2 separate regions of the Bombyx mori genome follow, and region 1 is linked to region 2. The links are chromatin contacts, called in public Hi-C maps. All regions are on one chromosome and are shown on one strand. Each heading gives the region's core, a stretch centred on a gene start, on an enhancer-like site or on the middle of the called end of the contact. The rest is flanking DNA. Distances are from core to core; before and after follow the strand shown. Region 1 holds the start of LOC101742766 (protein Cep89 homolog). Region 2 overlaps LOC101742624 (dystonin).

The links. Hi-C and Micro-C count contacts between places; a contact is called where the count stands out from the background.
Region 1: a Hi-C map of midgut shows a contact between it and region 2, with 2.7 times the contacts expected there. The contact joins the promoter of LOC101742766 here to the enhancer-like site in region 2. A contact is called at or near these places in 2 of 7 Hi-C or Micro-C datasets (midgut and whole pupa).

Annotation. Positions count from the first base shown.
Region 1 is chr20:2,719,268-2,725,474 of ASM3026992v2, reverse strand. It overlaps LOC101742766 (protein Cep89 homolog), which reads right to left and starts at 1,852. Exons shown (of 15, transcript XM_062674297.1): 1 at 1,773-1,852; 2 at 1,297-1,387. LOC101742624 (dystonin) reads left to right here. Exons shown (of 111, transcript XM_062674251.1): 2 at 1,022-1,101. LOC134200731 (a long non-coding RNA gene) reads left to right here and starts at 2,750. Exons shown (of 2, transcript XR_009975774.1): 1 at 2,750-3,025; 2 at 3,780-4,109.
Region 2 is chr20:2,677,870-2,683,533 of ASM3026992v2, reverse strand. All of the region lies in intron 2 of LOC101742624 (dystonin), which reads left to right. Among protein-coding and RNA genes, the nearest start is that of LOC134200724, 27 kb to the left of the region's middle. Within about 2 kb of position 3,918, at least 4 of the 8 cell types and tissues checked have open chromatin away from gene starts, as enhancers often do.

The sequences.
Region 1 (6,207 bases), core at 603-3,102, 44 kb before region 2:
TTTTCTTCAGGTTTAAACATTTATCAATGGTGGCTTGTGAAGCATTTATCATCAGTGAACTTATTGCAAGTGAGGGAAAATGAAACCTTAATCTCTGAGTTTGGCTTTTCGGTTTCTGTCAAAACTTCTGCCATCTCTGTTAACTCTCACTGCTTTACCAGAATATTACTTCACCTCATCTCTTAACATTCCATTTCATTTAATTTCAATTCATTTCTACCCAATTGGTCACAATTTCAGATAGGTAATCAACTTAATTTCATTTTTAATAAATAAATTCGACACTAGTAGATATAAAAGGAATAAGATTTGCGTAAAAGACTAGACAATGAAATAATAATTTATTAAGTCCACTGACTTTAAATACTGCCATCTGTACAATCCATTTGTAAGCGCTTAGAAATTATCTTCAAATATTTTAACATAGATGGAACTAGCAGCAACAAGCTCTTTAATGTTAGACCATTACACCACCAAAAAATAAACCTGCTTGCTTAGCAAACCCCTAATGTATTGATGTGAAAATTTAACTTTACTGTATTATATTGAAGTGAACATGCGCCAAAACAGCTGAGTGATAACAGCGACGTTTTGCGGCTTTTTCTCGAACTAGACAGTCGCATCATGTCAGTCCGCCGGCTCGGTGTATGACGCTCAACGAATTCTATAACCTATAAATCGTTTGTTGTCACTCCGTCCCTTTGAACAGGAGTTTGTTGCAGTCAATCTTAATATTTTTTTCTTGAATATTAGTGCTATGCAAGTGTTGATTATATTGTTAAGCTAACAGTTTTTAAGGGTATTGAAGCGCGCTGTGATATGCGCTAACTTTATTGATTTTCATGTTACAATGAACGTAACGTATTGTTTACTTTTTATTTGTATTATAATCTAAAACATGTGTTTGTTGTGTAATATTCGGTGGTAGTGTTGTGCTGTGATCAATTCAATTATGTGCGAGAGTTCGCGCGAGACTTCGTGTTTTGGATGACAGAAAAATGGAATTCGAAAACGATTTCAGCTTGAAAGAATGGGCGAAGGACAAGCCTTTGTCCATTCTGCAGTTGGACCCGGCCGACCGTGCAGTCCTCAGGATAGCAGGTCGGTTTTATGCTCTTACGTAGCTATACATATTTTTTGTTTTATAAAACAGACTTTTTGTTGTAATCGGGTCACGTTATCATACGTACATGTATAACGATAGTGACGACAGTTTTTTGATTAATGTTTGCACACGCGCATGATAAAGTTGTATATTCAGCGTATAGTGTATGAAAAGTTATCTAAGCTGTTTACCTGACGCCTTCAGATTTCATCCGCTCACTAAATACAGTTGTTTTTTTTGCGTTCACGGCCTCGACTAACTTTGTTTTCACTTTCATCCATTCTGTACAATTTTTTATTCTACATTATTAATTCTCATAATATATGTTCTTTAAAATTGAAAGGATTCAATGAATAACAAATGCGTACATGCATGTATGTAAGTTCAAAGAACAAAAAAAAAGGTTATACACGATGGCGGGTAAACTTATTACATAGGTAGGTACGCGCCGGTTTTACCCATTGAATAGGCGCCGAACAAAAACTGGAATACCCATTTCCCCGTGTGAATTTCTCATGGTACGAATCGTGCAAGAAAATAAATTTACTGTTAGTAAATTAACAATAATTTACGAGATTAATTTCGAAAGGCAAGTCAATAATTTATGTAGTATTCGAAGACACTGTTTCTTCAAAAATAGTTGTTCTAATTCGGAAATTCTTATTACCATAAACAATTTTCGTATTTCAAATTATTCATTATAAATACCAACGTTTAACATTTCAAATTCGAATTTCTATTAATAAAACAGCACACGATGGCGCAACGCTCAATGATAACGATTTAGCATTTTGAAATGTAGCCTACGCTGCGATACTTAGTACCTACCCTAGTTTTATACGCTACCTTTCATTTTGTTGCAAGTTATACCAACCAAATATGTAAGTAATACCAACCAAATAATAAATAAGCTGATAGAAAATCGTATGTAGGTATTCTGAATTTAAAAATAGTTTTTAGTGCTAGGCATTACCTATTCGTTTTCCGTTCTGTATTTTATTGAATCTAAAATAGGTTTTTAAAAAATTCCTTTGCCTTTCGTACGGAATAAAACCAAGCGGCCCATAGTATTGCGATCACGGTCGCTCGTGATCATAGCCAATTCTAAGGGAACAGCCAAGCCGCTGTTTGGAAAAAACTATAGCGGCAATCTATGTATAAACCCGAAAGCCGGCACGGGTAAGCACCATTATCCTGCCGCGTGGCGTTCCGGTTTGTGGATGGGACAGTCATTACAAAAATACATTTAGAACTTCGACTCGTGTTCCAAGGTGGGTGGACTTCACTTTCTGATATTCCATGACGGTAACCAACGTACTAGATGAGCAGAGTAAGCATTTTTCACATTTACAATTTTTTATTATTATAAAAACGTATGTATAATCTAAAATACCCTCTCAAATAATCTTATCTGTACAAGAATGTTGGTTTTGTTTTAATCACACCTTTGAATGTCGAAGAAACGTCTACTCGCTGCGGTAATGACAAATACTTACATATTTATTAATAGTTTTATTATAGGGTAGTTTTAATTTTTCAAATCCGTTATTAGCAAATTCAATTTGCACTCAGAATCGATGCCACGATCGCATCGATGTATTTAAATTACATAATTGGTAATGAAAATCACAATACATAGAAAACTATAAGGCTTATTAGAGTTTAACATCTAATAAATATTTCAATTCTTTGATCGAGTATAAAGAAGTACGTACTTGGACTACCTATTATAAGAATAGGTATATTCAATATCACGACCTCATGAAAACACTACAGGAATATAACACCGAGCACAAACTTGGGATTCGAGTTTCAAATTTAAACTTCGAACAATGAATGAATTCCTTATCCTGTTGGCTGAAGAAAAATGGCTCCATTGTTTTCAAACGAAACCTGTTCGACCTACGAACTCTCGTACAGGTTATAGATGATTGTTTATTGGGTGCAATGACGTTTAGTTTTTAGTAACATTGAATGTTTCATAACCCTTTCAAGAAGAATATAGCGCCGATGAGGGTATGCCTATAATGGAAGTGAAAAAAGGAGGCGTCCTTTTTTTTTCTTTTTTCTTTTTATTGATACACAAAACAAATTACAACCATAGAAATTATAAGTATAAATATTTAACATAACAATGATTTTTATTTCTTTCATGATCGTTAAGGTAATTAATTATAATCTTGAAAACGATTGAACTGAATATCTTTAACGGTAGGCAGCGGCTTGGCTCTGCCCCTGGCATTGCTGACGTCCATGGGCGACGGTAACCACTCACCATCAGGTGGGCCGTATGCTCGTCTGCCCACAAGGGCAATAAAAAAAAAAACTTAATAGTTCTTTTTCTCTACGTGTTCGCTCGTAGCCTAAGAGGCTATTAGCCCTAGCAAGAGCAGGACTTCGCTGAATCTACCATGGGATCGGAATCACGACCTGCTGAGTAGATCCGGCGTGAAAGTCAGTGGGCTGTGTTTTCGGGATCTTAATAGACCAAATGAGGTTTCCTAGGAAATATTATCGTCAGGTTTGAGCCCCGTGAGCTCACCTACTAGCCCGGCGACGCTGACATGGTCTCTCTAGACCATCAGCTTAGGTAGGAAAAAAGAAGTAAATATTTACAATTGTGACTTCATAGGTGACACTGGGATCAAATTCTATGGTTTTTGTATGTTTTCAGTGCAAGCAACGATTGCCAGACGCGCTAATCAATAATTGGATTACATGACGTTCATTTTCTCAAGGTACATGTTGACAAAAAGACATCTTTGTCTTACCAAAGTACCTCGTAGTTCTGGATTTGATATTGTATGTTATAGAATTAGGTACTTAGTAAAATTTTGCACCAGATACGGAACGAAATAATTTATTAAAAATTTAAAGTCTTAAACCTTTTTCGTTTCATGCTACCTCAGTATGTAACGAATGTACTTGAATAATTTTATTAATTTATTAAAAATGTATACACGACAGTCCGGAAATGTTTATCTAATAAATAATAAAGGATATATTTTCGTTGTTTTCCACATTACATTAAAGCGTTAAAATGTTAATAATAAGTTGAAACGAAATACGACGTTGAAACAATACGAATTTTTGTTGACACAGGTGAAGGAACCCTTTGTTCTTACAGCCGCCGCCTGAAAAACTATGAATATTTTATCTATGCAGTAAACAATATGCAAATTTTTCCGAACATTTAAAAAAAATCGATAATAGGTGCAAATTCGGATATCGAACACGACTTTCCTTTGTTGACTTTACGAGTAAATTTCCAAATGCAATAGTAAAATAAATATCGGTGTTGCCATACGACAAAAATCAATCAATCGAAACATCGTAACGACCTCACCAGTGTTTCCAACTAATTTACGTAGCTTTTTTTTGTTGTTTTTCACGCTTCGGACCTGCTTTCACCATTGTGCGGTCATTCCATTACTACTCCAACGGGTTCAAACGACTGTGACGTAGAAACTTTGTAAGATTAACTAGGATTTTTCTTTTTTTACTAGCTGACCTGTCAGACTTTGGAGTGCCTCAATCGATAAATAAAAGACCTAAACTTTTGTATAAAATAAACTTAAAACAAACAAAAGAAATTCGTCCGACGGGACACACATCAATTTTGTTTTTAATTGTTATTTTTATTTAATTCCGAGCATTTTCATATTTATCTACCTTCTAAACCTTCTCTAGACTAAGTACCACAAATAATTCAAGACCAAAATTAGCCAAATCGGTCCAGCCGTTCTCAAGTTATAGCGAGAATAACGAACAGCAATTCATTTTTATGTATATAGACTAGCTGACCCGGCAGACTTCGTAGTGCCTCAATCGTTAAATAAAAGACCTAAACTTTTGTATAAAATAAACTTAAAACAAACAAAAGGAATCCGTCCGACGGGGGACACATCAAAGGAAAAACAAAATTGTTATTTTTATTTAATTCCGAGCATTTTCATATTTATCTACCTTTTAAACCTCTGGACTTCCACAAATAATTCAAGACCAAAATTAGCCAAATCGGTCCAGCCGTTGTCGAGTTTTAGAGAGACTAACGAACAGCAATTCATTTATATATATAAGATAAGGTTTATTAATACAAGGGTATACATGAATTGGGAGCCATGGGTTGTTCATTGTCAATGTCCACGAGACTAGATCGGAATTTTGCACAAGACCGATAATCGACGAGCTGTTTGAAAAATAACATTCATTAAGCAAGCCACCAAGTCGGACCGGTTTCATTAATGTAGGAATTTAGTTTAAAATTTTAAAATTCAAAAACACGTTCGTAATTTACTACTTTGTTACGTAAAAATTATAGTGTTGTTTAAATCGATTTAAAAATAATGAAGTCATTATAGCCTGTTTTCTTTTTTGTAGCGTTCATTATTTTTAAGCATTTTAATAAGAACGTGTCGAAGATGTCTTTAAAAGAAAAACGCCTGTTATATACTACTACACCTTGGAATGGTAAATGTGAATGTTCTTTACTGGTAGTAGGACTTCTTGGGAATCCGCGTGGGTACCACCACCCCGCTTATTTCTGCCGTGAAGTAGTAATGCGTTTCGGTTTGAAGGTCGGGGCAACCGTTGTAACTATACTGAGATCTTAGAACTTATATCTCAAGGTGGGTGGCGCATTTACGTTGTAGATGTCTATGGGCTCCAATAACCACTTAACACCAGGTGGGCTGTGAGCTCGTCCACATCTAAGCAATAAAAAAAATAAAAAAAATCCTCCACCTGCACTTTTTATAGATGGCAGCAACCCTAGCACCAAAAGCAGGTACAGGGACCCTGGTGATCATACTCGTCGAATTCGTCAAATATCCCGAGGCGATACCTAACCCGTTACGTTATCCCGCTGAGCTTTTCGCCGGATCTTCTCAACGGGTCGCGATACCGATCTGGTAGTAGACGCATTCGTGAAGCAGCTGCCCTTGAGCTGTCGGGTCTTATTCGAAGGGCAGCTCTCAGCAAATCCTACCCTTCTTGGCCGAGGCCGTGGTCCTTCCTTACATAACAAAATAATAATAGTAAAAGCATATTGACGGTTTTGATTTTTATTACATGACGTTTTTCCTTTATTGTTGATGTTCATT
Region 2 (5,664 bases), core at 2,669-5,168:
AAAATATGGTTTCTGCTAGATTTGAATGGATACATAATAATAATAATAAAACATTTATTTCTTGCTTTTACAAAGTTTAAAAAAATAATAAATATAAATGTATGTATTAGTATTTAGGATCTAAAAGAGTTTTGTAATGAAACAGTAAAATTTAGTTAGCAAGAACCCCGGATTGGGTAAAGGCCTCCTCCAAAGATGCCCAAGCGTCTCTGTCCTGTGCTACGTCTATCCAGTTTGGGCCAGCTGTTCGTCTAAGATCGAAGATAGATACATACAATACGTATAAACTTTTGCACTTACAATAAACATGTAAATACTTTAAGATCTTTAGTTTTAAACTAAGCTTAACAACTAAAAAGTGGGCTTAACAACTAAAAGAGAATACGCTTTAAGTAGTATGGTCATGTTATGCGAAGAGGATCATCATGTAACCATGGTATTTTGAGGGAGCGTCCTAAAAAGACTTGGATGGACTGCGTGGAAGAGGATATGCCAGAGAAGAATTCGAGTACAGAGATGACGTATGATCAGCATGAACTGAAAAATAGGACACGCTGCGTCAACTCCACTTAATGGGTTAAGTACAAGAAGAATTCTTATAAATATGGGTTTATTTATCAAATCTACTATTAATAACGAAGCGAACCCAAAGTATGTGGTATAATAGCTAAGGAGGGTATTCAAAGCAGCCGACAATCGATTCGCGTCTGTTTTAATCATTGGCGAGTTCGTATTGTCGTAGGTCGGTTTAAAAATAGTACAGATTGATATGCGATGTTAATTTTATGCGTTCACGTCACATTTAATCTCACTCTGTTGTGTGATTTGTTATTCGCGATCGTTCATTCATGAAATACAGCTTTTTTATGTTTGAATCGATACTTACCGGCTACCGTGTTGAGGGTCGGAATCAATCATATGTTCGGATTTTAAGGAGCCACTCTATAAACTGGAACTTCAATCTAATGACTCAGGGGGGCTCGCGGCATTCGCCTTGTGATGTCCTTGGGCTCCTGTAACCACAACAGTAGATGAGACGTGAGTTCGTGGACCGGTCTATGCAATAAAAAAATCTAACACTAGTAGCATTCGTTATACCCTATTAATAACAGATGGCGTTGATAATAGGGTCGTTCATTATGTAAATTATGCACAATAGGTTCAATAACTCGCCATCGCTTGGGCTGAGAAACTAGGTACTTACTAATCGATTTTATGATCAAAGCATAAATGTTTTGACCTAAATAAAATACTTTGTCTGGTCCAAGTATAGCCCGTCGTTGAAATTTGTAAACACTTTTTAAACCACCACCACCACCTGGTGTTAAGTGGTTACTGGAGCCCATAGACATCTACGACGTAAATGCGCCACCCACCTTGAGATATAAGTTCCAAGGTCTCAAGTATAGTTACAACGGCTGCCCCATCCTTCAAACCGAAACGCATTACTGCTTCACGGCAGAAATAGGCAGGGTGGTGGTACATATCCGCGTGGACTCACAAGAGGTCCTACCACCAGTCTAGGTGAGATCTAAGTCGTCTCACGACTGCTATGAAATATTCATAGTTTCTACTAGAAATAAACTCGACCAGTCTACTAACTAACATATCACGAAATTTTAAAACTAACTGTGATAGGATCCCGGATAAATAAATACAAGAGATATTGAATTGTCACGTAAATCCCTGTATTGTTTCGTTCAAAAATTGCTTGTCCCCGCACTGTTTATTGTCAAGTTCAACAAACCGGGAAGAGAGTTATTTTAATCTCACCATGAACCGCCCTGTCTCTGGGTTGCCATACATTTAACAGTGTCAAGATTTTTTATTATTATTTATCTAGTTACAGATTTTTTTACACGCTTTATATTAGCTTCACTTGTATGTATGTTTGTAACTGACTCCTTTAGACGCGATTTTGACCCCCTTTAAACGGCCAGATTTCATTCAAACTTTGTAGATTTATCGAGGACCGATGACAATACACTAATTTGATAAGATTATTTTCCTACCTAAGCCTTGAGATGCTATGTTGTTACAGATTTTTTTTTTCTTGCCTATGCTTATAGCCTATAGGCTATGTCAGCGTAGCCCTAACAAGTAGGTGAGCTCGCGGGGCTCAAACCTGACGACGTTGCTAACACTAGCCCTAGCGAGAGCAGTGCTTCGCATAATCTACCACCGGCTCGGAAACGCGACCCACTGAGAAGATCTGGCGGTTACGGATATGTGGAAGAGTGAATGTCGGATAAAATTACGGAATCGTTATGATATTTGTAAGCGTGTGTCAGTATAACTTCTAGGTAGATGACATAATGACATGTCAAACGAGGCTTGTGGAGAGTACTTAACGGTAGGCAGCGGCTTGGCTCTGCCCCTGTCATGGCCAACGTCCATGAGCGACGATAACCACTCACCATCAGGTGGGCCGTATGCTCGTCTGCCTACAAGGGCAATAAAAAAGGATTTGGCGCCAAAGCCGACAACCATTTTCGGTCGGAAATGAAAACAGACCTTAAAGATGTTTAGCATTCGAAGTCTAAGTGAGATCTTTGTCATCTTATTTCCCGCACCCACACCAAAAACCTTTTTATTTATTTATTATATTTGAATAAATCCTATCGAAGTATTTCGTGTTGCTTGACTAAAGCATTCTGAACAATAAATACCTATTTAGTAGATTTATATTTGATGTTCTTGTTTTGGATCCTAACGCTTGGATTCGATGTTTTTAATGCACTGTGAGACAAAATGACCACAAACTCGATCGTAAGTGAGCACGGTAAATCGACAAGTTAACGAGAGAGGATATGTCGGCATTTTGGAGGGTAAGCGGACAAAAATATCTTTTGAAAGGCACTTAAAATGCTCTGCTCTGTTAAGCTGATGCGATGATAAGAAAGAGACTTCATGATCTAAAACAATTCCACAGAGTACTATTTAAGATGCGAACTCAGAAAAATCAAAATCTCCGTAGACCAAGATAAAATAGATTTGTCACGTAAGGTGGTTTTAGCGGTAGGCAGCGGCTTGGCTCTGCCCCTGGAATTGCTGAAGTCCATGGGCGACGGTAACCACTCAGCATCAGGTGGACCGTATGCTCGTCTGCCTACAAGGGCAATAAAAAAAACCTAACAATTTGTCAAAAATAGAATTTTTAATATGGCAACACTTAACTATCCATTTTATTACCGCACCGTGGCTCCTTCGCGAGTACATAAAAGAGCTTTTTTTGTTTTCTAAAAGTTAAGTGCGTCTGTTAACACTCAAGATAAAATCTCTTATAACATAACAAGCATACTGCAGTAATTATTATAGCACGAGTGATGGCTCTCAAAGTTGTGAACTTTTTTCGTATCTTGAATCGTGAAATTTTATTTCGGTAAATATTAATTCATTGAATTGCCGTAACCTTGTCTAAAAGATTTGTAAGGAAATTATTGATTTGCTTACAAAAACTTATCGCGTAATCTATACAAATAAATAAAATTGGAGTGTCTGTTTGTAATAATAAAATAACCACTTTTTACTAAATGCGTAAGTATGTATAAAAAATACATATACCAATTTTTCTTTTTTTCTTTTGTGTCTGTTTGTCTGTCTGTTTGTTCCGGCTAATCTCTGGAACGGCTGGTCTTAACTACCTTTTTTAGACTAGCTTCGCCCCGCGGCATGACCTGCGTTACGACAATAACCGCGGGTTACAAACCCGAGTAAAAAACCCGCAACGTTAATGGGTTTTTGTAATATCCAATCCAAATCTATACCGATTAAAAACCCAACTACCATCTTTCGATTAAAACAATCCGGCTTAAAATGAAAATGAATCTTACTTCTATAAAACTCATATTATCACAGAATACTTTACTATTTGAACTAAAAAGATTCCCGAATTCTCTAAACAAATAACCGCATAGTGTCAATAATATGATATCACAGTGACGTCATCATGATATGACCAAGCCCGAGGTCATGCAAAAGCCGTAAATGACATCATCAATTTAATTCATCATTACCGATCCACTAATATATAGAAAAGGAATTTTTGTTAAGTTTGTTGTGAATAGTGTTCTATGCATTTGAGTTTCACTTAATCGATTCAGTTGAAAGTTTGAGAACCGTGTTCCTTTAAGACTAGGTTATTGTTTTAGTAGCATCAACACACGACAAGTGTAGTAGTTCCAAGAAGCATGTAACTTTGAGGTATCTACGCTGCCCTTTTTTTTTAAGTTAAATACTTAAAACTCAGACTCAAAACTTTTAGAGGCGTCTTAGAAACATGCAACCCAAACTGCATTTTGATGGATTTTAATTGCTTAGCGTCATTTCTGTCCGAAATCCAGGATGCTGACGTACTCGCCGATAGTTGGGGAATACTTTTTCCAAAATAATGTTATTTTTAGCATAATAATAGTAATTAATAATTTTAATAATGTTTTTTGTGTTAACGAGTCAGGCGTTTTGGTGCAAACTGTAAGCCTGACTTTTGAATTGAATGGAAAAAATAAATATTATGTATGTTATATATACACATATGTTTAAGTAATATCACCTTGCCCGGGACACCAGGCTAAGTGGCCCCTTGCTGTGTTGTGCTGTGCAGTCAGTGTGTGCCCAAAGTGCGTGTGTTGAATCTAGCGGTGCTGTTTCGGGGTGGAGACATTCCGAGCAGTGAAACGCGGGACCCGGGACCAGGTAAGTGGATCGACACTTCTTTCTTTAAACACCAGTTTAATACGGGTAGGTGTCGACCAGCCTGTGAAAGCTGCGTCGCCGTTTTATTTGGATATAAAACCGGCGAACGTTAGCGCCATCGAGTCTGGCCTCCCTGTGTCACTCCCAGTCCTCTCCTACCCCTCGGGGTTAGGCGGGGCGGTCGCTAAACCCGGTAAATTGGTCTAGTTATTAAGGTTTGATGGCGCTGGAACCCCTGTAATACCAGTTTAGCTTAGTTAAAATTTAGAATAGTTTAGATTAGTTTCATTCATTATTTTTACAACTTAGATTAAATTAAATTAATTTTTGTAATATAGTACTGTGTAAATAATTGGCGCTGCTGTAGCTTTAAAAAAATTTTTTTCATATCTACCCACTTTTAGCAAAATATTTTTTTTAGCATTTAATTTTACGTAGATAGTAAATTCTGGTATACCGGCCGACCTTCTTAAGTGGTCTCTTATTAGATACAGTAATTATTTAGTTTTCCTTTTGTTATTTTTGTAGTTTTAGTAGGGTTCTGGTAGGGTGTTCCCGCCATCCTTTTGTTTACAGGTTCTTCAAGTTTTATGAAATTTTGTTTAGGTTATAGTTTATTTTAATTATTATTCTATTTTAATTACTTGGTTGACTGGGTTGCTGCAGGGTGTGGTGTGGCTGACCGGAAGGTGGGGATTTCACGGTCCCGAATATTTTTCGGAACCGTCAAATCTGGGACCACCGGTCTGTCGACATACGCTGGGGTAGTCCGTGTTGGCCGGAAAGAGGAATAGATATAATTACATATATATTTACACACATTATACTTCTTATTCATTTATTGATTTATAGTAGCGTAATTAAATGTTGTTTTATAGAATTGGTATTATTAGTATTATCAGTAGTATTATATTTAGTTTTTGAATTCATTTATTATTATTGTATATTATTATAGCGGTGGATACTCAC